Regions from separate parts of the Sus scrofa genome. Here region 1 is linked to region 2. Evidence: chromatin contacts called from public Hi-C data. All regions are on one chromosome and are shown on one strand. Each heading gives the region's core, a stretch centred on a gene start, on an enhancer-like site or on the middle of the called end of the contact. The rest is flanking DNA. Distances are from core to core; before and after follow the strand shown. Region 1 overlaps ZBBX (zinc finger B-box domain-containing protein 1). Region 2 has its middle 170 kb from the start of ZBBX.

Region 1 (4,634 bases), core at 965-3,464, 150 kb before region 2:
AAGGCTTTTGAAACCACATTTTGAGAATCACCAGTGAACCAGTGCCTTTGAAAGAAGTCTGTGGGGATTTTTGGGTACAAATAGTATATATACCCTTTGAAAATAATTGTGCCATGTAAATTCATACAGAAAGATAAAAAAACTCATCGCAATGAAGTTCTTTTGGCCCAGAGATAACACTGTTTAGTTTTTATCAGGTTAAGAAGTTCGATCTGAGGCTTCTGGGATTTTTTTTTTTGTATTTTTTGTATAGTTGTATTTACAATGTTGTATATTTACAACTTGTATAATTGTATGTTACAACTTGTATAGTTGATTTACAATGTTGTGCCAATTTCTGTATAGTTGAAAAATTTTTAGTGATTTATTCAGAAATTGTACATACATATATGCAACTAACACATATATCTCAAACCTACTTGTAACTTTTATATTTATTTTGCTATGAGAGTTATTAGAGTTTGTAAGTGAATTTTTCTCAGTTACATCTTAACTGAAAAAAATGATTGTTTCGTTTCCTTGGGCTTTCAATTTTGCTGACATACTAGGTGTGTAATTTGAGAATTAAAGGTTATAGAAAAGAGTTCTTTATACAATTTTTTCTCAAAGTTATATTTTATAAGATTGTATGATTTTTCAATATCTTTTAAGGTATGCCTTGAATGTGGAGAAGATTATTGTTCAGGATGCTTTGCTAAAATTCACCAGAAGGGGGCACTAAAGCTCCATAGAACAACTCTTCTGCAGGTATGACTTTAAAATGCTTTACTTGTGGTGTATTTATAAAATGTTTCAACACAAAGATATTTAAAATATGTTTAATTATCTAGAATTTAGGATAATTTACAATTAATTTCTAAAATTCTATTATGTACAGTCTTTACATACAACTTAAATTTATTTTACTGAACACTAATAGATTTTATTTTGCTGTACACGTTGTTTTTTAATATAGCTCCTGAAGCACTTAGCTTGATTAGCGTTTTTAGATTATGCATTCTCTCTATGAACTTGACATTTAAAAATTAGACAATATTTTTATCTATTGTGGTTTCAAATGAACACATGATTTGTTTTAAGTATTATTTCTGTCTAGTTTATAAATAGAAATCTCTTGTTTTCGTCTCGTTTATTTTATTATTTATTTATTTATTTATTTTTGTCTTTTTGCCCTTTCTAGGGCCGCTCCTGTGGCATATGGAGGTTCCCAGGCTAGGGGTTGAATCGGAGATGTAGCTGCGGGCCTACACCACAGCCACAGCAACTCAGGATCCGAGCCACATCTGCGACCTACACCACAGCTCAGGGCAATGCCAGATCCTTAACCCACTGAGCAAGGCCAGGGATTGAACCCAAAACCTCATGGTTCCTAGTCGGATTCGTTAACCACTGAGCCACGACGGGAACTCCTGTCTCATGTTTATTTAAATAAAATAGTTTTTTATTTGCTCTCCCCCATTATTGTTTAAATAAGCTTATCTCTCAGGTTTCTACTTTTCCTCCTATATATATATCAAAAGCTTTTATTTATCCTCACACAGTCATTGTTTTTTGAAATGCCTAAACTCAAATCTTGTCAGGTGGCTTTAAAATTCTAATACTTAAACAATAAATATGGCTAAAGTCAGCTATAACATTATACCAGTTATATTTAACGTATTGATTTGTCATAGATTTCATTTATTGTACAGTAATTCATTCAACTCATATATATTGAATGCCTTTTAGGCAGCAGGGTTAATGCTAGGCAGTGACCCTACACAGGTGAATAGGATCCTGCCCTTAAGGACCCGGAGATAAAAGTGAGAACCAAGGGCCTTGTATAATGGGTTAAAGAATTTAATATTATCTCATGGGGTTTAATATTATCTGTATTTAGAAGTGTCACTGGTAGACGTCAATCTTTACATGTTGCTTCAACATATATGTGTTGGTAGCTCTCGTGGATGCCAATGACTGAAGTCATAATAACCACAAAACATAAAATTGACCTCACTTATATCAGTATTTACCAATGTCAGTTACTTTCGAATAGCTACTCAGTGTTTAGCGCCTCCTGGCAAAAGTGATAGAGGGAAAAACAAAAAAACCATCCACCAACTACTCTGCTGCCTCAGAAGGTATTATACAACTGGATGGTCAAGGTCATAGAAAATGAAAATTAATGTATGTAAAAGGGAGTATAATTGTTATTATTATACAAATAATATGGAATATAACCAAAGGCACTCCACTTTAAGGATAAGGAGTATAATTATCCCACTGTGAGGTCACATTAGAATTTTCCATTCAGTGATTTGTTCACATTTCCTGAATTATCTCTCAGTGAATTTAGGCACTGAGCCAGTGTGTGGAAGATAAAGAGAAAAATGAGACATGGCTCCTTTCCTCAACTTCAATATTTGGCCTTCAAGTTTATCTAAGTCTGGTTCTCTGTCTTCCCTTCCTTCCTCTCTCTCTTCTAGCCCTCTGTCCTTTTCTGTCTCCTTCCCTCCCTTCCTCTCTCTGTCACACACACACACACACACACACACACACACACTCAATTTCAAAAGACAAACTTTGCCTTTGTGATATGGTTTATTGTTGTCCAGAGGCAGATATGACATGGGTCAAACCATGCTTACTAAAAGCAGTGAGACATAGCGTATATATACTAGGCATGAGCATTTTTCTATTCCATGTTAGTATCATTAAAACAGAAGTATTCTATATGTTAGCATAAAAGGATATGATCTCTGTCAATTATATTCTTGAAGGTTCTAAATGTGGAATTGATGGGGAAGTAAGAGAATTATTTATTGAGCATAAACTTCATCCCATCCCATATCACATTTTCTAGTTTTGGTTGCAGAAGAGGAAAGGTTGGTAAGCCAGAAATAGTAGAATGGTATTTAAGTTCCTAGTTAATCTCAAATTGTAGACTATGCATTCATTCCTAAAAATTAGCATAAATGAATTTCATAATGTGAATACAAATCAAAGAGCATAGCAAGTAATAATGAATGCTTGAGAGTTTTTTTTTCCAAAATATAGGAGTTCTTTTATGTATATATTTAAAGTTAAACAGTGGTAAATAACTATATATCTTCTATAATCATGTTACTCCTCTGGATTGCTGTCTGGTCTGTAGAAATCAAAGGTACCACTTGGTGCTTATCTTGAGGATAGTACTGGGAAATTCATTGTCTGCTAGGGATGTCAAATTGTGAGGCTAAATCATAGGAAAGAGCAGAGACCACCTGTATTGAGAGCTAAACATACATTGTTGTTGTTCTCCTTAATAGAACATGATTTCACTCACCCAGATTGCTAGGTAATACTTTGAAGGATTGCTAAGTAATTATCTTTTCCAGACAATTCAAGAACATTTGATCATTTTTCAACAAAACTTTAAATTAAAAAAGTTTTTTTAAAGGAAATTATTTCAGGAGTTTCCGTCATGGCTCAGTGGTTAACAAGTCTGACTAGAAACCATGAGGTTGTGTGTTCGATCCCTGGCCGTGCTCAGTGGGTTAAGGATCCAGCGTTGCTGTGAGCTCTGGTGTAGGTTGCAGATGCGGCTCGGATCCTGCATTGCTGTGGCTCTGGCATAGGCCGGTGGCTACAGCTCTGATTCAACCCCTGACCTGGGAACCTCCATATGCCGTGGGAGTGGCCCAAGCAATGGCAAAAAGACAAAAAAAAGAAATTATTTCAAAATCTATAACTTACTCCCTCCCAGCTTTGTAAAGTGTACAGTGAACAGAGTCTTACTGTATATCAGTGACTCCTGCCCATAATATTGATGGTAGCTATTACAACCATTATTAATATGAGGCCTCAGCTACCTGATGTAATATGTATAGCTACACATTCATCCTAAGAGATTTGCTATTCTGGTTATACTCTAATTTGCTTCTCTATCATGGCCTTACCCATTGTCTGCCATCACTTCTTGACTTTAAGCAGTTGTCCCATTAGCTGTAAGCTATTTTCTTACTATTTCTCTAGCTGTTTAGCCCCCCTTTTTTTCTCATCATCTTGCTTTTTTTTCTCTTGTTTCCATCATTCTTTTCTATGCATGAAAGTTCTTGGTACTGTTTTGTCTTGACCTGATGACCATTGTTCAGTAATATGTGGATATCTCTTCCTGTTTGGCCCTAATTTATTTTTATTTTTATTTTTTATTTTTTGCTTTTTAGGGCCACACTTATGGCATATGAAGTTTCCCAGGCTAGGGGTCGAATTGGAGCTACAGCTGCTGGCCTACACCACAGCCGCAGCAACACCAGATCTGAGCCGCATCTGAAACCTACACCACAGCTCACAGCAATGCCGGATCCTTAAACCACTTAGTGAGGCCAGGGATTGAACGTGCATCCTCAAGGAGCCTGGTCGGATTTGTTTCTGCTGCACAACAACAGGAACTCCTGTTTAGCCCTTATTAACCAGTCATAGTCTTTCTAGTTTTCTACTGTTTTGGTAACCTTCAAAGTCATGAGATTTTTTTGTTTACCTGTAGCATATACTATTGTACATCAACTATATTTCAATTTAAAAAAGATACAAATTGTGGAGACAAGGAAAAAAGAAGTCATGAGATTTTTTTTTGTTGACTGCTGCATTCATACCTAATCAGATGTTAGAGCAGG
Region 2 (4,579 bases), core at 1,625-4,124:
TTTTTCTTTACCTTGAATGTGACATCACACTATTCTAGGTGGCTTAATAAATAAGGTGTATTTTGTCCCATGACTGAATATGGCCTGTTTGGTTTTTTGGTTTTGTTTTTCACTAACTAGATAACTTGTTTTCAAGTTTGGGATTTTGGTTCTTTAAAAATAAGATTGTGCTCTACTTCTGTAACAGTGCTGGAAAGCTGCTTCTCCTGTGTGGATAAGTGGATTTTGGAAGTACTTGGACAGTCTAGATAGAGTTGGAATAAATTCTAGAAGTTTCCAGTTCATGTGGTATTGTCATTTGGCCATTTTCTCCTGTGTGGCTGCTATATGAAAAGGTGGAGGCTCTACTTGGCAATATACTTAGAGTAAATGTAGAAAAATGACCCCTCCCCCTCTTCTTCCTGGCCTTCAGTATTTCTGTGAAAGCGTTATGATTCTTGGGGTCATTTTGCAACTAGAGCAGAAAATGTAAAATAATCATAGATATGTGGTTGAAGTAACATATCCTGAAAGTGCCTACCATGGGCTATCTTGTTATATGGGAAGTTTATGCAAGTAGTCTGCTGTTTTCTAGCTTAAATGATAGAAACTTCTCTTGTTCAGTGTATATATTCTCAGTGTTTACGTTTTTAATGTCACATGGATTCTATAGCCTCATTGTATTAGTCAGGGTTCTCTATAGAAACAGACCAGTAAGATATATATGTAGAGATATATAGAAAGATTTTTATTATGAGGGATTGGTGCTCATGATTATAGAGGCTGAGAAGTCTCACCACCTGCCATATGCAAGCTGAAGGTTCAGGAAAACTGGTGTTGCAGCTCTCATCCACATCTACGGGCCTGAGAACCAAAGAGGCCCATGGTGTATGTCCCATTCCGAGTCCAATGGCCTGAGAACCAGGAAGGCTGATACCTGAGAGCAGAAGATGGATGTTCTGGCTCAAGTAGAGAGCAAATTTGCTTTTCCTCATCCTTTCTTTTTCTATTCAGACCCTAAGTGGATTGAATGAAACCCAACTGATGAGTAGGATCTTTTCTACTTAGTCTAATGATTCAAATGCTAAGTTCTTTTGGAAAAACCCTCACAGATACACCCAGAAGTAATACTTTACCACTTATCTGTGTATTCCTTAGCTCAGTCAAGCTGACATATAAAATTAACTATCACACTGATTATTCTACCTCAGAGTCACACTGGTTATTAATTTTCCTCATGAAATGTGGTACCCCAAATTGAAGATTATACACTAGACAGGATGACCAGTTCTGCTTGAAAGGATCTTTCTGTTTTCGCCAGTGTATTATAAAATTAAATTAGCATTCTGGCTAATTCCAATAAGCTGTTTGCTCTGATGTGTCTGTTTAGCAACAAATAAACAAACATAAACAGTAACACAGCAGGTCTCCACTTTGCAATCCACTGTGAGGCCAGACATTTGCCATCTTATATATTGTTTAAAACAAATGCACAACACTTAAATAATTCTCCCTGAAATAATTCAAACAAATAATTCAAATAAAGGTGAACTGAATACAAAAGAAACTGTCCTTTTATTCCCATTACTCAAACATGCATCCTTCTCTAGAACTGACAGTTTATGGCAAATTCTGTCAGACATTTTTCAATGGATTTGGTTTTATTAAGTATTATATTTCATGGCATGCATTTATTACAACTTGCTATTTTTCACTTTCAATGCATATTGACAACTTTTCCATTTTGATGACTGCCACTTACAGATCTAGGGATATTTTTAACTGTTAGTATTTCATGGCATAAGAATGTTTCAAAATACATTTAAACACTTCATTATTAATAACTATTTCAATGTTTTCTAACTTTTGCTATCACAATGAAACACTGAACAATGCTAACCATTTCTTTATGTACCTGGATAGTTTTTTTTTTTTTTTTTTGGTAATAGATAAATTAAAAAATAATTGAGTCAAAGAATTTGTGCTTTTAAATTTTGGTTATTGTATCAGTCATAGTTTGGTCAGGAAAACACACATATTATGAAATAATGGGTTTATTATAGTGATTACAGCTTATATGAATGTGGGTTGAAATTTTATTCTATAGCCAGTCAAGATTTGTCCTTTAAGAAAACGAATTTTGTTAGCAGTGTGTAGGGTTAATTCAATGAAGAATATATATAAGACTAATTAAATGTGCTTGAAAAACAGAATTAGGACTTGATATATTAAATTTGGCAAAATTATGAAGATATATCATATATATTACAATGGCTAGCTATGGCTAATGCATTAATTTTGAACAATGAATTATGTAAAAATATGTTTGGTGGGTCAATCATGAACAAAAGCACAGACCCTTGAATGTAGTGGGTATAACCAGGAAGTAAAAAGTATTCCAGTGTGGATGAAACACTGATCCTTTGAATGGAAACAATAGAATATAAAGCTGAAGATGAAAAATGAGCTTATATCACGACGGATGAGGTAGAAGGCTAGATCTGTTTTCAGGCAAAGGAAACAGGCTGGAGAAGGGTAGCAATAATGGAAATGAAAAGGCTGGAGCAAATTTGAGATCACAGAGGTCAAATCTACAGAGTTTAAGCCTGTGAAAGGAATTAGCGGGTGAAAGAAGAGTCACATTTTAGCATGCATCTACGGATGCAAATTTGCCTTAGTCAATAGCGGTTAGCCTGCAAGTGAGCATCTTAAAATATTACAAACCATTGCCTTCTGTTTATAAGTCTGCAGGCGTTATTAAAATAGTTGAGCAGAAACCAAATGAGAAATAAGGGTTAAGAACTTTATCTGTTGTCCAGACATCTGTACCCTCAGCAAGCTGTCAAAGGAATGCTGCCTTGGAAGCCAAAGTCACCCAGGGGGCTAATCAGCTTAAACACATGACAAAAGTCATAGACAATTCCAGAGTGCTAACAACGTTAACTAATAGTGCTGCCTGCCAAGGAGCTGAACATCACCGCCAAAATAAAACCAACGGTTCCCTCTGCCGAGCTCTTGAAACTCTTTTTCTTTTTCTTTCTTTCTTCTTTTTTTTTTTTTTTTTTTTTTTTTTTTTGGCTTTTTCAATTATACTTGGAGAAGATGGTAGTAGAGAGGAACTTAAGAACACTCCATCTGTTGAGAAAGCTGAGTTCACAAAGTTTGGCTGGTTTAGGTGCCAAGGAGAGATGGTTAAAAAGCAAGTCACTTGCTTGAGGGTCTGGGGGCCTAACACGGCTTCACAAATATTTTCCCAGCCCCAGCTCACTTTTTTGGTTTGCCTTCTTTTCCACAGCTGGCAGTGTGAGGAATTCATGATTGTCTCAAAATTATTTAAGGATCACTCCTCTCTCTGACTTCTGGTCTCTCTGATGTTGATATTAAAAGCTTAGCGAGGCCTTGTGCGGCTGTGTTTCCCTCTTATCTTCCTCTATAGTTTTTCATGTGGAACTGATAAAGAGCAAGCCTGAATTCAAGTGTGTGAGTCATTACTGTGGAGCTATAATTCCCTTGTCTTCTTGTCAGTCTGCTCACTAGCATCCCTGGTTACATTTTTCTTCATTTCCTACACTTCTCAATTGACAGGAACAATGAAGTCATGACACCGTAATCTCATTTTTTCTGAACATGACATAGTGTGTTGGTAACTTTATTAGTTGCTCTATTTGTAGCCCTTCCTATTCGAGGTATCTGGGTGGATTATCTTACATCTTTGCTCATCTGTGAACTCTCAGTTTGGCCATTTAAAACTTTTTAAATGCGGTCTTAAGAGATCTTTCTGTCCTTTTTTATTTAAAATTACCTTGAGGATAGTCTGTCTTTATTTTTTATACAGGTTTGTAGATGATATTTTCATATTTGCTAATAGAATATGGTCAAGAATGGGCATTTTAATATGCACTAATCTTATGAATACCACTTAGTCATTTATTCTCATCTATCTATGTAACAAATATCATTTAGTGCTTACTGTTAGTCATGCACTGTTCTAAGCACTGGGGATTCAATGGCAAACAAAATTGACCCAAAATAGCCCTTCTCCCAGGGATCCTAGCTCCTATGGAAAGACGTAGATGGTATGTGAAATGTAATACATCAGATGATGGTAAGATCTATGGACGGGGTACGGTGAATGCCAAGAAAAATCAGAGGAGATGTGTGATTATAAACAGATGGTCAGAAACGGTCTCATTTAGAAACTTATGTTTGACCAAAAATCTCAAGGAGTTGAAAGATCAAGCCATGTGATCCCAAGCTGAGAGCATTTCAACCTGACAGAACAGTAAATCCAGGGTCCCTGAGGAGGGAGAGTATATTCAGGGGGTAATGGGTGGTGGGTGGGTGGGTGAGTATAGCTCTGTGGCAGGAAGAAGGGACGGGAAGGAGATGAGATCAGAGAGAGAGAGGTAGACTGGCTAGAGCTTCATATAACATTTGAAGGGCTTCAGCTTTTCTTCTTCTTCTTTTTTTTAAAAGAATAAAGTGCTGTGATTTACAATGCTGTGCCAATTTCTGCTGTACAGCAAAGTGAGTCAGTTATACATATATATTCTTTTCCATCATGGTCTATCCCAAGTCTATCCCTGTGCCATACAGCAGG

Evidence for each region. A called contact is a pair of places that touch in the nucleus more often than the background predicts.
Region 1: a contact with region 2 is called in a Hi-C map of heart right ventricle, with 5 times the contacts expected there. The contact joins two enhancer-like sites. A contact is called at or near these places in 2 of 47 Hi-C or Micro-C datasets (fetal heart ventricle and heart right ventricle).

The regions. Positions count from the first base shown.
Region 1 is chr13:106,235,726-106,240,359 of Sscrofa11.1, reverse strand. ZBBX (zinc finger B-box domain-containing protein 1) reads left to right here. Exons shown (of 18, transcript XM_021069757.1): 7 at 652-747. Among named protein-coding and RNA genes, the nearest start is that of ZBBX, 30 kb to the left of the region's middle. Within about 2 kb of position 2,214, at least 4 of the 83 cell types and tissues checked have an H3K27ac peak or open chromatin away from gene starts, as enhancers often do.
Region 2 is chr13:106,090,991-106,095,569 of Sscrofa11.1, reverse strand. No RefSeq gene overlaps it. Among named protein-coding and RNA genes, the nearest start is that of ZBBX, 170 kb to the left of the region's middle. Within about 2 kb of position 2,874, at least 6 of the 83 cell types and tissues checked have an H3K27ac peak or open chromatin away from gene starts, as enhancers often do.